Linked DNA regions of Mus musculus: regions 1 and 3 are each linked to region 2. The links are chromatin contacts, called in public Hi-C and promoter capture Hi-C maps. All regions are on one chromosome and are shown on one strand. Each heading gives the region's core, a stretch centred on a gene start, on an enhancer-like site or on the middle of the called end of the contact. The rest is flanking DNA. Distances are from core to core; before and after follow the strand shown.

Region 1 (2,965 bases), core at 345-2,844, 250 kb before region 2:
GAGTCAGAGCCTAGATCTTAGAGGGGAAAAAAAATTTTTTTTTAATCTGGTTACATAAAAAAGGAAAAACAGTGGCACCCAGGCTGTCCAAGTGAAGTCAGGACTGGATGCACGCCTATAATGTCATCTTCTTAGGGGACTAAGGCAGAAGGAGATTGCAAGGTAGAAAAAGTGTTTCAAAATGAAAAATTTAAGAAGAGCTAAGAACCGAGCATGGTAGTGTACACCTTTAATCCCAGCACTCTGGAGGAAAAGGCAAACAAGCCTCTGGGAGTGCAAGGCCAGCCTGGTCTATAGTGAAACCCTGTCCCTAAAAGCAAACAATAAAGAGGCTAGGAACATAGCACTTAAGTAGAGAGCTCTGACCCCTGTATTCTGTCCCAGGACCTCAAAGCAGGTGGCATACAGAAACAAGATGATGGGGTAGCTCAATGATAGGGCACTTGTCAGACACCTTTAATGCTCCAGGTTCAGTCCCTACTTCATGTTCTGTTATAAAAAGTGCAGACACGGGTTATAGGTATGATCTGTGGACATGTACAGCCATAACCAACTGTACTCTGTCCTTCTCGGTAACTGTCAGGGCCAGTGCACAAAATCACACAAATCTTGTTATAAAGGATGGTCCAAAAATCAACCTTTAATAAATGTCAGTTGCAACAAAGAACACTCCAATAACTAAACAACTAAACTACAAGCAGGCTTAAAGGAAAAAAAGGCTTTAGGTTTTAAATTTAAATATTTACGTAGCACATGTGCGATGTATCCACATGTTCTTCAGTGTGTTGTAGAGGTCAGAGGGCTTGTGGGGGAGTCTATTATTTCTCCACATGTGTTCTGATGATCAAACTCAGGTGTCAGGCTAGGTTAACAGATCCGCTGAGCCATCTTTCCAGCCTCAGACTTTTATCTTTGTGTATTCACAGGATCCTTTCTGAATTTCCAGTGTTAAATGATCCTGAATTACAGAGTGGGGGGAATGAAGTGTGGGGGTTTTGTTTGTTTGTTTGGTTGGTTTTTGTTTTGTTTGTTTGGTTTTTGAGACATTCTTGTGTATACCAGATTCCCAACTCTCTAAGGATAACTTTAAATTTCTGATCTTCCTCCCCACTTCTCTCAAGTGCTAAGATTGCACCCATTGTATGCTGGGGATCAAGCCAGGGCTTCATGTATATTAGACAAACACCCTACAGCCAAGCTGTATCTCTAGCTCTGTTTGTTTGCTTTCTAGAGTACAATAGAGAGACATGGTTTCATTTTCTTAAAACAGCTCAGTAAAAACAACAGCCAGCAGGTTTGATTTTCTTGAGAGCATTCTAGAGACTAACTGAAGTGGGTGTAATGGACCCAGAGGCATGTAGGCTTGGCAGACCTGTAGGGTGCTGGTGCTGCTTTCTTTGGCTGCCATTAGAAGCACTGGTTTTAATTGTGGTGATTATGTCTTCCTTCATAGGACTCAGGACGGGGAGACTGCCCTCCAGCTGGCCATCAAACATCAGCTCCCACTAGTGGTTGATGCCATATGTACTCGAGGAGCTGACATGTCTGTGCCAGATGAAAAAGGGAACCCACCACTGTGGCTTGCCTTGGCAAGTAATCTGGAGGACATTGCTTCCACTCTGGTGAGTCATGCAAAACAGAGCCTCTGCTTACAGATGAGGGTATGTTGTGTCAAATATGGATTGGTTGCCTGTGTAGCATTACAGAAGCAAAAGGTCAGCCAAGCAACAAATCCAAGTCAAGGACAAGCAGTGGAAAATTATGTTATGAAGGAAGTCCAAGATTATAGGGCTTGAGATAGATGAAGGCACTTGTTGCAAAGGATCCAGAGTTGACTTCCAGCACCCACATGGGGGTTTGCAATCATAACTCCAATTTAGGGAATATGATGCTCTCTTCTGACTTAAGCAGGCTCCAGGCGTGCATATGGGTGTGCAGACATGCATGCAGGAAAAGTGTGCATATGCATAAAAATAGAATAAGTCTAAAGAAGTTAGAGGTTCAGTGAGGCATGGATTGTAGTCACCTTAATTCCAGTACTGGGCAGGTAAGGCAGTGGCATCTCTGAGTTCAAGATCAGCCTAGTCTACAAAGCAAGTTTCAGACTAGCTAGGGCTATATAATAGGGCTCTGTATAGGGTGAGAGGGAAGGCAGTGTGAGATTCATGTTGGTGCGGCCAGCACTTTGTGTGAGCTGTCTTTAAGAGACTACAGAAAGGAGTGCTAGAGGAGGGGGATTGCCTCAGGCGTCTCCTTCCTGGTGGGGGCTTGATTTGCTGCTGTTATTATCACCATATTAATAAATCCCCAAATTTTGGGTTTGTCTGTATTGTTGACAAAACAGATCTAAAGGAGAGGTAAACCTGGGGTTTCTCATTTATCACTCTGAGGGCCTGAAGTATGACACTGAGCCATTTAGCCTGACGTGTTTATTAAAACTGTTTTGAGGGATTGCCTATTAATTTCAGGTGTGCTTTGCTGAGGGACTTTGGAGTACACAAAGTCACAGGAACTGTCCTGAGTAGAACCCACCTGTAGAGGCACTAATGTCTATTTCTGAAAAACATACCCCTAGGACCTAGTGTAAGAATTTACAAAGAGCAGATTATATTTAATTTTTATGTGGATGGTATTTTGCCTGCATGTACATCTGTGCACTATGTGCATTCCTGGTGCTCATGGAGGCCAAAATGTGGGCATCAGATCCCCTGGAATTAGAACTAACAAATTTGTGAATTACAGTGTGGGGATGGAGAATCAAACCTGGGTCATCTAGAAGATCAGCCAGTGCTCCTAATCATTAAATCATCTCTTCAGCTCTCAAAGAGGAGATTTTAATCAAGGTTTATAATACTAATGAGTGTTTATAATAATGATATCAGTTACTTGTTAACCATGTCTTATCTGAAAAGTAATTGCGCAAAGTTGAAAATAAACATTTTCCCTTTTGCTCGGCAATGCTTGT
Region 2 (2,705 bases), core at 181-2,680:
CATTTCTGGGCCTACTGCTGTAACAGCTGCACGTGAAGTCAGCTGGGAGAGGGACATGCCCTTTTGTTTGGGGTCAGGGTAAGGTCACAGAGCCTGCTGAAGCTCTGACTCCTTAGGAAAAAAAAAGCGAAGGATGTGGTTCCCACCACCCTGGCTCAGTGGCGTCAGACAGTTGAGAGAGTTCCTACTGGAATGTCAGTGTGTGTGTGTGTGTGTGTGTGTGTGTGTGTGTGTGTTTTCTATTCAAGAGGTTGGGGCTGGTCCTGGGTGCTGGGAGGGGACATGCAGAAAGCAGCCCAGTTTGCATAAGGGTTCGGTGCCAGGCCCAGGGGCCATTCGCTCCCTGTTAGTAGCTCATGAGGAAGAAGATTCCTTATCAGCACTCAGCGTGGGTCGGCTTGGCCGGGGGTGCAGAGCAGTGAAGGTTACCAAGGAGACCTGTGCTTCAGGCTGGTTCTTCTAGTAGGCCAGGGTGAGAATGCTTCCCTCTGACCCTAGGTGCACAGTGTGAGCCAGCCTGATCAGGTTCTTGGGACCCTATGCTCAGGGTCTGCTTTACTATTGAGGAAGGCAAGGGTTGTATTGGACCTGAACCCTAATTCAACAGTGTATTTTAGTTCTCTGTCCTGGAGGTTTCTGGGACCGTCCCCCAAGGGCTTCTTCACTCTGGGGAAAGTGTTATGTTGTCCCACTTTACAAGAAGCAGACTTAGAAAAGCCAGACAATGCCCCCAAGCCCTCAACAAGTGACACAACTGCCTAATATCAGGCTTTCCAAGCTGGGTCTCAGAACTCCCTAGGGATAGGTGACCCTAGTCTCGTCTAGATGTCTACCTCCCTGTCTGTTCTGGTGGTAAGGATGGGATGGGAGTGGTGTCAGGAGTACAGTCAAGCAGGTCAGACAGAGGGAGAGCAAGGTTGCAGATAGAGATGCCAGCCTGAGGCTGAAGTTAATGGGTATAGACCAAGCTTGGACTTGAAGGGACTGACGAAGAGGGAGTGTCCAAGGGTAGCTCTAGGCTACAGGACTTGACATCAGTTCTGTTCATCTTCCTGCAGGTCCCCAGGACTGAACTGTCTACTCTGAGACTGTGGGGGTGGGGATGGAGGTAGAGTGTTGAGGGATTGTCCTGGCGAGACCCTTCAGTTCTGTCCTGTCAGGTTCCTGGAGTGGGGGTAGCCAGTAGCTTTATCTCTGGCCCTGTGGCTGGTGGCCATGGTGGTTTCCGGAGAGCAGCTCCTGTTTCCGGAGGCCCAGCAGGGCCCAGGCGGAGCCTTGAGGGGTAGTGGGGCTGGGCCTGGGTGGCCTCACTGGCTCCGCCTCTGTCTATCTTTGGGAATTTATTTCACGGGGCACCACTGGCCGGTACTCCACTGCCTGCCAGCAGTCAAAAGCTGCTCTGATCACCCTGGGTTTTTCCCTCCTAACCCAGATCCCACCAACGAACCTCCAACTCTGGCCCCACTTGGCCTGCTCTGTTCTTAAGGGGCTGGGAAGCCTCCAGCCACTCCACTGCTCTCTCTGTAGACACAGATGCTAGCCTGCCCTTGACCACAGAGGCCGTGCGGGGGGCTTGTCTCTGAGCCCCTTCTGGCCCACCATGGCTCGGCGGCTGCAGGATGAGCTGTCAGCCTTCTTCTTTGAGTATGACACTCCCCGGATGGTGCTGGTACGAAACAAGAAGGTGGGAGTCATTTTCCGTCTGATCCAGTTGGTGGTTCTGGTCTACGTCATTGGGTGAGTCTAAGTCCCCCTCCCAACACCTTTGGGCACCAGTCTTCTACATGTGCCAATCCTCAGAGCTCTGGGGTACCCTTCATCTCTCCAAGCACTGGAAAGCTCTCCTGGTGAGCCTCCATGCCTTAAGAAGGAATAGGCCCTGTTAACCTACTGTCAAGATGGAGACACCAATGCAGGATAGGACACGCTACTCTGGGTGCATGGTGACCAAGGGGCAACACCATTGTGGGTCCTGAGGACATTGTAAAAGGCCCCTTCTAGTGAGTGAGTGGCACGCCCTGCAAGAGCCCTTTTCACCTCCAACTTTCCTCATGCAACTGAAACAAAGCAATGCCTCATTTTACTCGCCAGAACATAGGCTCTGTTCCCGTCTCTCCAGTCAGAACAAAGGACAACCTGGGAAATCCAGGTCCCTGGGGGACTAAAAGACAATTGGATTCTGAACACTTAGCATCTTGATGGAGACACAGAGCAGGAAGTAGTCTCCATTCCCAAGTGTGACATCTCCTTCCCTGGCACAGGGTCAGAGCAGCACAGGTCTCCTTCAGCTATCTGGCTAGCCTGGGAACCATGCAAAGGCTAGCAGGCCAGGCAGGATCTTGTGTTTGCATGTGTGTTGTGTGGGCTAACATGGTATTCTATGACTGCCCATGTCCTATATATTTAGCCATGTACCGGTGGTTTTATATACCTGGTTGGCTACGCAAGCTTACAGCTGTGTCTCTGTCTGCCCTGGGTCTGAGGTAGCTGGGTACCAGAAGTGTCACATGTCAGGAGCATCATGCTTACTTACAGTCACACTAAAAAGAGCCTCTAGAGGCTATGAGATCAGTAAAAGGGTTGGGTCCTAATGGGAGCCTGAGAACGCCCAGTACCCCTGCCTGCCTGTGTTGTGTGGTTCTGAGGGCTCTGCAAATCCCCATTTGGGGGGACTGGGACTAAGAGCCCAAAGAGTTACTCATGTG
Region 3 (2,944 bases), core at 68-2,567, 140 kb after region 2:
TGGGCCCTTCCTGATTACACTCCCCATAAACCTTTTCAGCATAAGATGGCCTTTGGTCTGTGACATGCAGGGTCTTTAAGGGACTTAGCAAATACACAGAAGAGCATCGAGAAGAAACAGTAAGGTGTGCTCTGTTCTTGATAGGAGGGGTCGAACATTCAGACAGGAGGGACCTGGAGGAAGAACTGGCAACAGAACTGCATACCTCTATCACACTGGTTATAATTTTCTTCTTGTGGAAACCGAAGGAGGCTCTGGTTTTGGTCCAAGAATCCCTCTGGCTAGTATTCAAGTTCCATAAGGAGACTGACGCTTTCCTTTTCTTCTTAGATTGGTGGTAGTGGCGGGGAGGGGTTCCCGTTGCTTCTTGCTGTTTCCTCTTCCGGAGTGGCCCAGTTCTCTTAGGCCTGCTGATTTCCCCTGGTACACGAAGGTCTTTGCAAGCACTGGACTCCTCATAGTCTCTCTGGTCGACTCCTTGGGACACAACCTTTTTACACGCGGCCTTTCTCTTTCCCGGGCTTGTCAGATCAGGGTCCGTTAGTCTGTTTCCCATCTGCTGTCTTCTTTCACAACACGATTCCTTCACATTCTCCCCATCTGTCCCAAACTTGTTCTCTTCTGTGGCCCCTGAGTTCACAAGGCTAAAGAGAGATGACCTGAAGCTGGCTTCGGCTCGGAGGGCCCTCCCGGTGTACCTGTCACCGGTTGCTGCCACCTGGGGGCAGGGCACAGACGGTTCACTTAGGGAGGCTGCCGGCAAGTGGAAGCTCCCGGGGACTGCAGAGTCAGCATACAAAGGGTCGGGGGCTCCGGGCGAGGCCGGAGAGCTGAAGAGGGAGGCACTGGTGCCCAGCTCGTTGCTGTCCCTGGACTGGATGCACACACTGTGGTCCGACCCGAGGCAGCCCGGGCTGCAGTTGGGGAAAGGTGGCGGTCGCAGCCGGCTGCACGGGGTGCTGCACTTCTGCGGGAGCCGAGGTCGCAGCCTTTGGACTCTTGGAGTGTTTGTCAGGGTCCGCTGGTTCCGGGAGCCGCTGCCCCGAGGACGCCTCCGCCGCTGGCCCACGAGGCTGCCGGGGAAGTCGGGGTCGTCCGGGTCGTCGGAAGCGACAGCCGGCGACTCGTTACTGTCGCTGAGGCTGCTGCTGAAGGCGCGCTTCAGGTTCGGCGGCTGGAACCATTGCTCAGCCAGCCCGCCAGGCTGCCGCTGCGACCCCCGGACGCCCCTCGCCGCGTACGTTCGAAAGAGCCGGGTACCCGACCGCGGGTGAGCCTGTGCCATAGCGAGCGCCCGCCCGGCGTTTCAAACAGAAACACCGCGAGACTGCGGCGAGCGCGCGAGCGCCCGTCGGCCCGCTGGGTCCTAGCGCCGGCCCTCGGCTGCGCAGCCTGCCTGACCTCCCGGAAGCCGGCAGGGGGCAGATGCCTAGCGGGACTTGGAGCTCAGGGTGGCTCAGCAAAGGCTCTCTTTTCAGGACCACACTGAGTGCACCCAGAGTCAAGAGCCTGCGTGTGGAAGCGATCCTGTGCAGGTGAGCGAAGTCGTCTCAAGAGCCCGAGAGAGGGATGTGGAGAGCCTCTTGAGAGGGTGACTGCTTCTGCAGTGTTCTTTCTGAGACTTTCAGCCTCTCTGGTCCTGTTTGCCAGGATAACTGACACTTGGCTTGGGCGAAGGGGACTTGCTCAAATGTCTGCTCTGGGACCTTGGATGCCCTATCTTAGATATTCAGATTTTCAATCCTAAAACACGAAAAGGGAGTAAGCAGACTCACCTTTTGCTTTTGCAGCATGTAAAAGAATGGCATTCAGTGGTCTGTGCTATCACATCTAATAAAGAAAATGTAACCGTGGCCGCAGAGATCTCCGTGGGCCACACTAAGCAGGTACTTGAGACTGAGAGACTGCAGATTGGGTCGTCCAATCCTAGAGGACCTATCCTCTAAGAAAGGATAATAGCATCTGAAAGGTGCCGTTCAAAATAGATCATTTGATTGGCCTGTCTCAAACAGCTCTTAGCAAGTTACTTAGTAGGGATTTTAATCTTTTTCCATACTAAGACATGTTGGAATGACCTGTGATTACCTCTTTGTTTCATCCCCAAGTGTATCCCAGCAGCAAACCCTGCCATCCCACCTTCAGAATACATATGAAATCACTTCTCTCTGTCTCTATTGATGTGGCTGTAATTTAGGTCACCGTCTCTGGCCTGTTGCATAACCTTGGACATGCCCTCTTTGTCTTGGCTTCCCCCCTAACCAGTACAAATAGTTCTTCAAGAGCTGGAGGGCCAGGCGTGGTGGCACACACCTTTAATCCCAGCACTCAGGAGGCAGAGGCAGGCGGATTTCTGAGTTCAAGGCCAGCCTGGTCTTCAAAGTGAGTTCCAGGATAGCCAGGGCTATTACAGAGAAACCCTGTCTCGAAAAAAACCAAAAAAAAAAAAAAAAAAAAGAGCTGGAGAGGTGGCTCAGCAGTTCAGAGCATGCGCTCTTACAGAGGATATGTTGCTTCGGCTCCTAGCACTCAAGTTGGGCAGCTCACAACTACTTGGGACTCCAGCTGTTGGAGGATCTAACTTCCTCTCTTGGTCTCCATGCATATGTGCACATACATGCACACTTATTTTTTCTAAATTGTATACAAGAAGTACGCTGTAGCTATCTTCAGACACACCAGAAGAAGGCATCGGATCCCATTACAGATGGTTGTGAGCCACCATGTGGTTGCTGGGAATTGAACTCAGGACCACTGGAAGTGCAGTCAGTGTTCTTATTTGCTGAGACCTCTCTCCAGCCGCGCGCCCCCCCCCTCCCCGTGCACAATATTTTTTAAAACACGAAATAATTCATTTAGCATTAGGATCCTCCTTTAAAACTTTGGACCAAAGCCGGACATGGTGGCGCATGTCTTTAATCCCAGCACTCGAGAGGCAGAGGCAGGC

Evidence for each region. Promoter capture Hi-C pulls out the DNA fragments that hold promoters and counts their contacts. A called contact is a pair of places that touch in the nucleus more often than the background predicts.
Region 1: a Hi-C map of embryonic fibroblasts shows a contact between it and region 2, with 3 times the contacts expected there. The contact joins the enhancer-like site here to the promoter of P2rx1 in region 2. A contact is called at or near these places in 14 of 39 promoter capture datasets (the 3T3-L1 cell line, 3T3-L1-derived adipocytes, the C10 cell line and 10 more), 2 of 15 datasets of contacts at CTCF or cohesin (large pre-B cells and pro-B cells), 6 of 484 Hi-C or Micro-C datasets (the Ba/F3 cell line, the G1E-ER4 cell line, cerebral cortex and 3 more) and 2 of 9 other capture datasets (embryonic stem cells and liver).
Region 3: a promoter capture Hi-C map of liver shows a contact between it and region 2, with 4 times the contacts expected there. The contact joins the promoter of Haspin here to the promoter of P2rx1 in region 2. A contact is called at or near these places in 8 of 39 promoter capture datasets (the C10 cell line, embryonic stem cells, hippocampal neurons and 3 more), 28 of 484 Hi-C or Micro-C datasets (CD4 T cells, CD4 single positive thymocytes, CD8 T cells and 13 more), 12 of 115 datasets of contacts at active chromatin or transcription factors (the 230-238 cell line, the HPC-7 cell line, the SCID.adh cell line and 4 more) and 3 of 9 other capture datasets (adipose tissue, liver and pancreatic islet).

Annotation. Positions count from the first base shown.
Region 1 is chr11:72,750,612-72,753,576 of GRCm38.p6, forward strand. Ankfy1 (ankyrin repeat and FYVE domain containing 1) reads left to right here. Exons shown (of 25, transcript NM_009671.5): 15 at 1,454-1,622. Among named protein-coding and RNA genes, the nearest start is that of Gm46287, 13 kb to the right of the region's middle. Within about 2 kb of position 1,595, at least 46 of the 459 cell types and tissues checked have an H3K27ac peak or open chromatin away from gene starts, as enhancers often do. A contact at or near this core is called in the Ba/F3 cell line and embryonic fibroblasts, where this site is marked.
Region 2 is chr11:72,997,715-73,000,419 of GRCm38.p6, forward strand. It overlaps P2rx1 (purinergic receptor P2X, ligand-gated ion channel, 1), which reads left to right and starts at 1,431. Exons shown (of 12, transcript NM_008771.3): 1 at 1,431-1,737. The coding sequence starts at 1,601.
Region 3 is chr11:73,136,977-73,139,920 of GRCm38.p6, forward strand. Haspin (histone H3 associated protein kinase) reads right to left here and starts at 1,318. Exons shown (of 1, transcript NM_010353.2): 1 at 1-1,318. The coding sequence starts at 1,285. Itgae (integrin alpha E, epithelial-associated) reads left to right here. Exons shown (of 31, transcript NM_008399.3): 27 at 1,479-1,535; 28 at 1,791-1,886.